2 separate regions of the Mus musculus genome follow, and region 2 is linked to region 1. The links are chromatin contacts, called in public Hi-C maps. All regions are on one chromosome and are shown on one strand. The core of a region is the stretch at or near the end of the contact, and the rest is flanking DNA. Distances in the headings are between cores, read along the strand shown.

Region 1 (3,407 bases), core at 430-2,929:
AACACTAAAGTGTATTATAATGGGTCTCTGTTAGCCATAATTCAGATATAAAATCATTATATATGTATGTGTGATAATATCTATCTGTAGATAGGTAGGTAGACAGATAGACATAGACCAACCTATCATAGATAAAGTACATAGATAGCTAGAAACTTAAAAGATACAAGATTTTACGCAAGTGGAAAGCCAGTAGAGGTTCTTTCCCACAACTAGTAGACCTGTCGCCAATTAGGACTATTGATTTGCACCTAGCCAGAGAAGCACATTTAAGTTTCTAGGACCTTAAGTGTTCATGAACTTTCCCAACAGTAAAGTCACGTCCAGGAGTCCTTAAGTCGTATCAAATATTAAACAGTGAGGGGAAAACATCATGTTTTATATACTAAAAACCACCTGTATCCTCCCCCTCAATAATTGTGGTTAATCTTTTCGTCTTGCTGGGATTCAGAATCATCATGGAAGTAAACTTCCGGGTATGTATATGAGGGCGTTTCTGACCTGATTAATTGAGGCGAAAAGACTTCGCCTAACTATGAGCACTGCTATTCCGACATCCAGCAGGTTCAAGGCTGAATTAGAGAGAGAGAGAGAGAGAGAGAGAGAGAGAGAGAGAGATGCCTTCGTTTCCTGTCTCTGCTTCCTGACTGGGTGCAATGGGGACAGCTGGTTAAAAGGTCTTGCCTCCGTGACTTCCTTGCTATGAGGAACTGTACCATTGAACTTTGAGCCAAAATAAATCTTGTCTTCTTCAAATTGCTTTGCTAACGTGTCTTATGGCGCCAGGGGAAAAGTGATCGGATAGTCAACACGTGAAAGGACGGACCTGTCCAGGAAGACAATTCTGGCCATTTATGACATAATTAAAACGAAAAGTAGAATGTATCTTTCCATATTAGTTGGTAATAGCATATGTGAATGTTAATATTAGATTTGAAAATATCTTGGATAAACCATGCGGTCCTGGACAAACTTCATTCCTGACGAGCCCGTGAAATAATTTACTGCCAACAGCATCGGGCTGGCATTGCATTTAATGACTGCAAGGATATTTGCAAAGCAACGAACAGGTACACCAGAGGTGGGGTCTCCGGTAGGACTGCCCCACTGTGGAATGCTAAGGGGACTTCGGAGGGCTTAGGAGAAGTCTATCTAGAATCTTGATTTCGACCAAAGACGCATAAACCTTAAAAAAGAGGCTGAACAACAAAACGAAACAAAAAACAAAAACAAACAAACAAAAAAACCGGAAGTTTGAATTCCCCGCCTGCCTGGCAACGCAACCCACCTCGGAATCTTAATTGGTTTTATCCTCTTTATGCCTTCCAAGCTCTGGACAGTCCAGAACTGCAGTTCCCACAATACAACGCGGTGAGGCGGGGCTACAGGGACTTTTTTTTTTTTTTTTTTTTTTTTTTTTTAACCGCGAGTAAGCTCGCAGCGTTTTGGGTTTGATGAATGACAAACTCTGGCCTTTCCCAGACGCTGCTCCCACAACAAAGCCTGGTTTGTTGGGCCTTCGTGCGTGGGGAGGCCGAGTCTTCCCTCACTGGCCTGAGTAAAATCCGCCCCGCGGCCTCATGGTAGATGGAGTCATTGCTGTGGTGGAAATCGTAGTTCCTCCGGCTAATTCGGAGCCGACGGACTACATTTCCCAGGAGGCTGCGCGACAGCCGGCGACTAGGGGGCGGTGCCTCCCATCGGTACAGTCATCCTTCTGCCTGTTCGGCGGGACTGATGGCCGGAGAGATGACGATCTTAGGTCAGTATCTCAGGGGTCCCTGCAACTATGGAAGTCGACGGGGAAGTTCGACGAGGTCTGGGTGGGCAAGGGTTGGTTGTCTCACTCTCTGAATCACAGGTCACGCAGCCGAAGGGAGCCTGAAAAGGGGGCTAAGGCTGTTTGGAGCTGGTGGGGGCGGGGCGTCTGGAGTCGGGGGTCTGACTTGCCGGAGGCCTCTTGGGGTCGTGCCACCAGCCACAGGTCTGAGAGACGAGGGCCTAGGAATGCTAACGACCTCGGTCTTGAATGGGTAGCCGAAATCGGTTCTCTGTGCGAGAACCCACTGTGAATAAGAAGGGGATCTCGAGATTGAAGACTCTTGGCTTCACTCGGGATGCGGAATTGGGAGGGATTCAAGTCCCTGTGCATTCTTAGATGGATTCTCTTTTGAACATACCGATTGGGAATCAACATTCCCTTGCCAAACGCTGAGATGCTTTTGAGATTTGTCTGTAGGTGGGAAGAGACAAGTGGATAGGTTCTTGGTCTGCTATGATGTGCCAGGCGTTGATTTGAAGGAGCTAGCAATTACCAACAGCACTACCGAGTGACATTATGGGTTTGAGTGGGGACAGGTGTATTACGCAGACTAGTGAAACCAAATCAGATATTAATTCTAAACTCAAAGTGATGTTCTTATTCGCTTTTGTGTACAATATGCCTGATGTTTCTATATGATCTTTTCCCTTAAATATTTGCTGAGCCTCTGCTCTTCATGGGCCGTACTATTCAATGGTGACTAGAACTTGCCTTCGGGAAGTTTACATATTGTTGCTATCAGGGTTAGCACTTGCATACTTCTTCCCTAATATCTATTTTGAAAAGTATATCCTTAATGAATGCTTATATATGCAAAATCTCTTCTGGACTCTATGAGGTAACAGTAGTGCCTAAGCAGTTTTCAGATCAACATATCCAACTTACGTATTTTATCCTTTTGAATGGGTAAAGACGATAACCAAACAGGTTAGACTTACATACCAAAGCTGTCTCTGTGGGAATTTCATAATGGCATTTCATTTTAGTAATAACAGGTAAAAACTGTTTATGAAGCTATCAATCTAAATAGCAATAATCCAAGAAAACTGGATTGTATTTAGCTTTAGTTTCACATTTGTGATATTTTCATTCAACAACAGCATAATGGTTATTTAAATATCTTTACATTTTATTCCTTTATTATCATGTAACGGATTATACAAAAATACATTTGTGAGGGCTTTTGGTTTTTGAGGGTTTTTTTTTTCTCCTTTGTTTTTAATTGTACCCCGATGGAATGTTAAAAACTTGATGTCCAAAAGAAGTAGCTAATAATCCTATAAAGTGAAATATTTTATGTTTTGTTTTAAAAGTGCTACTAAGAAGATGTTGCTATAGGTACAGTATATGGTGGTAGCTTCATAAAAACTTATCTTTTTACCTTTTGCAGGTTCAGCTGTTTTGACTCTCCTCTTGGCGGGCTACTTGGCACAACAGTATTTACCATTGCCTACGCCAAAAGTGATTGGCATTGACCTGGGTACCACCTACTGTTCGGTTGGTGTATTTTTTCCCGGGACAGGAAAAGTGAAGGTGATTCCAGATGAAAACGGGCATATCAGCATCCCCAGCATGGTGTCCTTCA
Region 2 (3,407 bases), core at 632-3,131, 290 kb before region 1:
TTTGCAGGGGGCCTAGAATTCTCAAGCATCCCATGACTTGGAGCAAATTCCTAAGTCTGCTTCAGTGTGTGATTTGTAAGGGTAAAGGGTGAGCCAGTAGCATCTCTGATATGTTTACTGGGTTCCCTGTGAGTTGACTCCACAGTGCGGGCTGTGCTAGCCACTGAGGCAGCATGAAGCAGAGAGCTGGGTAAGTAGCTCCCACACACGGTGGGGAGAAGCCTAGCAGTTCTGGTTAGCACTAGTGAGGAGACCAAGCCTTCAGGGGAGTCAGATCTGGGTCTCACTTGGTATGAGAGACAGGGAAATGGCTTTTAGACTCTCTTGTGCTCATTTCCCTCCTTTGGGGGATGGAGGCTGTCAAAATGCTCGCTGCATCCTGTTAGCACTTCTGAGGTAGGTGCGCAGATGTGTTTAAGTCACCTGGTGGGAATGGTTCATTGCTTTTTCTCACAGACCTCAAAGGAGTATCTTTTCCAGTGTTTCACTTCCCTTGCGGAGTTTAGTCAGCGTGTACATATATACTGCTCGCGATGGCTCAGGAACTGATCTAGAAGCTTCAATTTAATGCTAACACTACCCTCAGAGCAATCCCACACAGGGTTATCTATTTTCACCATTAGACACATGAGAAATCTAAAGCATGATACCTGCCTTGGATCACCACTACACAAGTTAGGGAGTCACTTCCAAAGAGTTACCCTCTGTTCTAGTAGTGGACAGACAGACTGAAGCACTCCAACCAGCTAACAGTGCTTTGTTTGTTTGTTTTTAATTTTTATTTACACCTATTGACTTTATATTCCACTCACTGCTCCTCGTCATCTCCTCCATCCCCCTCCACCCCCCACCCCCCCACTCCAGGATACCTCTCTCTCTTCTCTCCTCAGAGCAGATGGGGACTTCCTGTGTATCTCCCCACCAGGGCACATCAAGTCTCTGCTAGGCTAGGCAACAGCGCTCCTTTTTTTTTTTTTTTTTTTTTTTTTTTTTTTTTTTTTGAGAGGCCCATTGGTCTTGCAAACAGCGCTCCTTTTGAGGGCTGTGCTACATTTTGCTCAGCCTAGGCTATGCTCATTTGGAAAACATCTAAAAGAAGCGCAAACCACACAGGTCCAGGTATTTTGTGCACACTCTAAAGACATCAGCAAGGCTCTGAGATATTTACACACAAGTTTAAGATTTTGTGGCCACCCCTCCCCGATGTACAAAAGGCAGGGGACAGTCAGGATTTTAAAGCTGGAACGCCTGTGCTCATCAGGGTCTTCTTCCTGACTTCTTCTCCTGTTGTGTTTCCCGTCACCATGGCAGCCCTCTCTTCCTCCAGCTCAGCTCAGCTGAAATTCACTGTGCCCCCAAGCCCTGCCAAGCCAGCCTTACCTGCTCATTCTCTTTGCTGCTTAGATCATTCTACATTTAACTTTACTGCTTTTTAAATCCCTTTACAAGGTCTTCCAGAGTGCCAATGTGATTTGTGGCAGAGATTAATCTTGTTAAAGAAGTAAGAAGCCAGGTGCTGTTGCTTCTCAGCAATCATGAATTGTAACAATTCTGTTTTTTTTTTAATTATAGAGTATTCAAAATTACACAGGATAGGCTAAGAATAACTATGGGGTGGACTATACGTACAACTTAGTACATTAAAGGCGGTTATTTTCACATAAACGGACTGGTAGGTATTTCTCATATTAATTCTTGATTTTTTTTTTTTTTTGCCTTATGAGTAAATGGTTATATTTAGTCCTCTAGACCTAAAATAAAAAGAGTTATATTTAGGGTTAGTTTCGATGGTTAAATTTTTCTAGTGCCCAAATTCCGCTGAACTCTTCAGATAGCATGCGATTCCGCCTTGGGACATCAGTTCCTCATTTCAAGTTCCTTTTGCAGTGAGGAGACAAGTCTCAGCTCTGCTTGTGTCAGGCCTCAGAGCAGACTTTAAGCACCATCCCTATTTCTACCCAACCCTACTTTCCCAGCAATTCACTTCCAGCGATGTGCTGCGCCAAATGCCTGCTATTAATTAATGATTGCCCTGGGCATGATTTTTACTGATTGAAAGATGGCTGTGAAACTTCCTGTGACTACTTTAGTTTCTCCTTGCTCAGCTAACTCTGTTTTTTTCACCAAACTTTGAAAACCAACCTTCTCCCTCTAGACCGGTACGTCCAGGTGCTATAGCAAACAAGAAAAACATTCCCAAATGCATGTTATCATGGTGTTGGGTGGAGGCAGAGCAGACTTCCTAGAAAAAGGAACTTCTCCGTTGAATTTTGCAAGAGTCAATGCAGTTGGATAATGTATGAAGCTGGAGAGGCCAGCATGCTCTAAAGAAAGAGACAGCGTGTGTACAAACATGGAAGGATGGGAGACTTAGTGCATCTCAGAAAGCAAAGGGAGGTAGGAATTCAGGAGGAAGGTGTGGTGGGATGCCATAAAACATCTTTGGGGTCAGTCATGAAAATCTTAGACTCCTGGATAAGCTCTTCTGCCTCTGCCCTCGAGGTATTTTCCTAAAAAGACACAATCTGATATGAACGCCTTGTTTTCTAAAAGAATACTAAATACACGTGTGCAGGAATACTTCCGATTGACTTCAGAAAGCTTTCAAGTCTCAAGTTTCAGGTCTGTAATTTCGAAAACAAACAAACAGTGGATTCTGTCAGAGAATGCCTTATCTAGGTCCTTTAGCTCTGGAAGGTGTTTGTTGATGGTCAGGAGAGCAGAGTAGGTGGTGAGCCTGGGGTGCAGCTGTGAAGAAGGCCACCTGACAGTGAGGTGAGGGTGAGGGTGTCAGGTTTCTGAATTGGAAGCATTAAAACAATTCAGTGGATATGGTAGGCAAAGGAAGCATGGGATAGATGTGCCATATTAACAAACTGAGGTTTCAGAGAGCAAATTCGGGTGTGTCAAAAGCAACAATCAGATCAGTAATGTGTCTTACATTTATTTATCTTAGATTCTTGACTCTGCTTAGTTGGATGTATCACAGATAGTTAAGCCAAGACTGTAGCCTCACCATTGTGTACAGTTAGCGATAAACAACCCAATCAACTGGAACGGCTTTAATGATTACCTCATAATTAAGTTTACTAATTCTCACTAATTGGAGACGTTCCCCTATTACATATGTCATACATTATTACCTTCCTATCCGTTTCCTTCCCGTGTGGTCCACATTTTAAGGTGCCGATTTGGAGGAAATTTTAGTAAGAATTTCTGTAAGAATTTCACAGGCAGTTTTTCCAGAATCGTTTTGTGTGGATTTGTTTCTGAATTCTGTGATCGAGCTGCATGCTGCTCTGTCAGAGGCAGTTATCTCATTTAAATTAAATCTTCTGTTAGACAATACAATCACCACACACTCATTTTAAGATCCGATATATTGTCTACACCGAGACTGCAAAAAC

The links. Hi-C and Micro-C count contacts between places; a contact is called where the count stands out from the background.
Region 2: a Hi-C map of B cells shows a contact between it and region 1, with 17 read pairs. The contact joins the enhancer-like site here to the promoter of Hspa13 in region 1. A contact is called at or near these places in 1 of 15 datasets of contacts at CTCF or cohesin (pro-B cells), 2 of 484 Hi-C or Micro-C datasets (B cells and bone marrow-derived macrophages), 4 of 115 datasets of contacts at active chromatin or transcription factors (the 230-238 cell line, bone marrow-derived macrophages and large pre-B cells) and 2 of 9 other capture datasets (adipose tissue and liver).

What each region holds. Positions count from the first base shown.
Region 1 is chr16:75,765,090-75,768,496 of GRCm38.p6, reverse strand. Hspa13 (heat shock protein 70 family, member 13) reads left to right here and starts at 1,679. Exons shown (of 5, transcript NM_030201.3): 1 at 1,679-1,762; 2 at 3,213-3,407. The coding sequence starts at 1,738.
Region 2 is chr16:76,052,170-76,055,576 of GRCm38.p6, reverse strand. No RefSeq gene overlaps it. Among named protein-coding and RNA genes, the nearest start is that of Gm15555, 53 kb to the right of the region's middle. Within about 2 kb of position 1,881, at least 54 of the 459 cell types and tissues checked have an H3K27ac peak or open chromatin away from gene starts, as enhancers often do. A contact at or near this core is called in the 230-238 cell line, B cells, bone marrow-derived macrophages and 1 more, where this site is marked.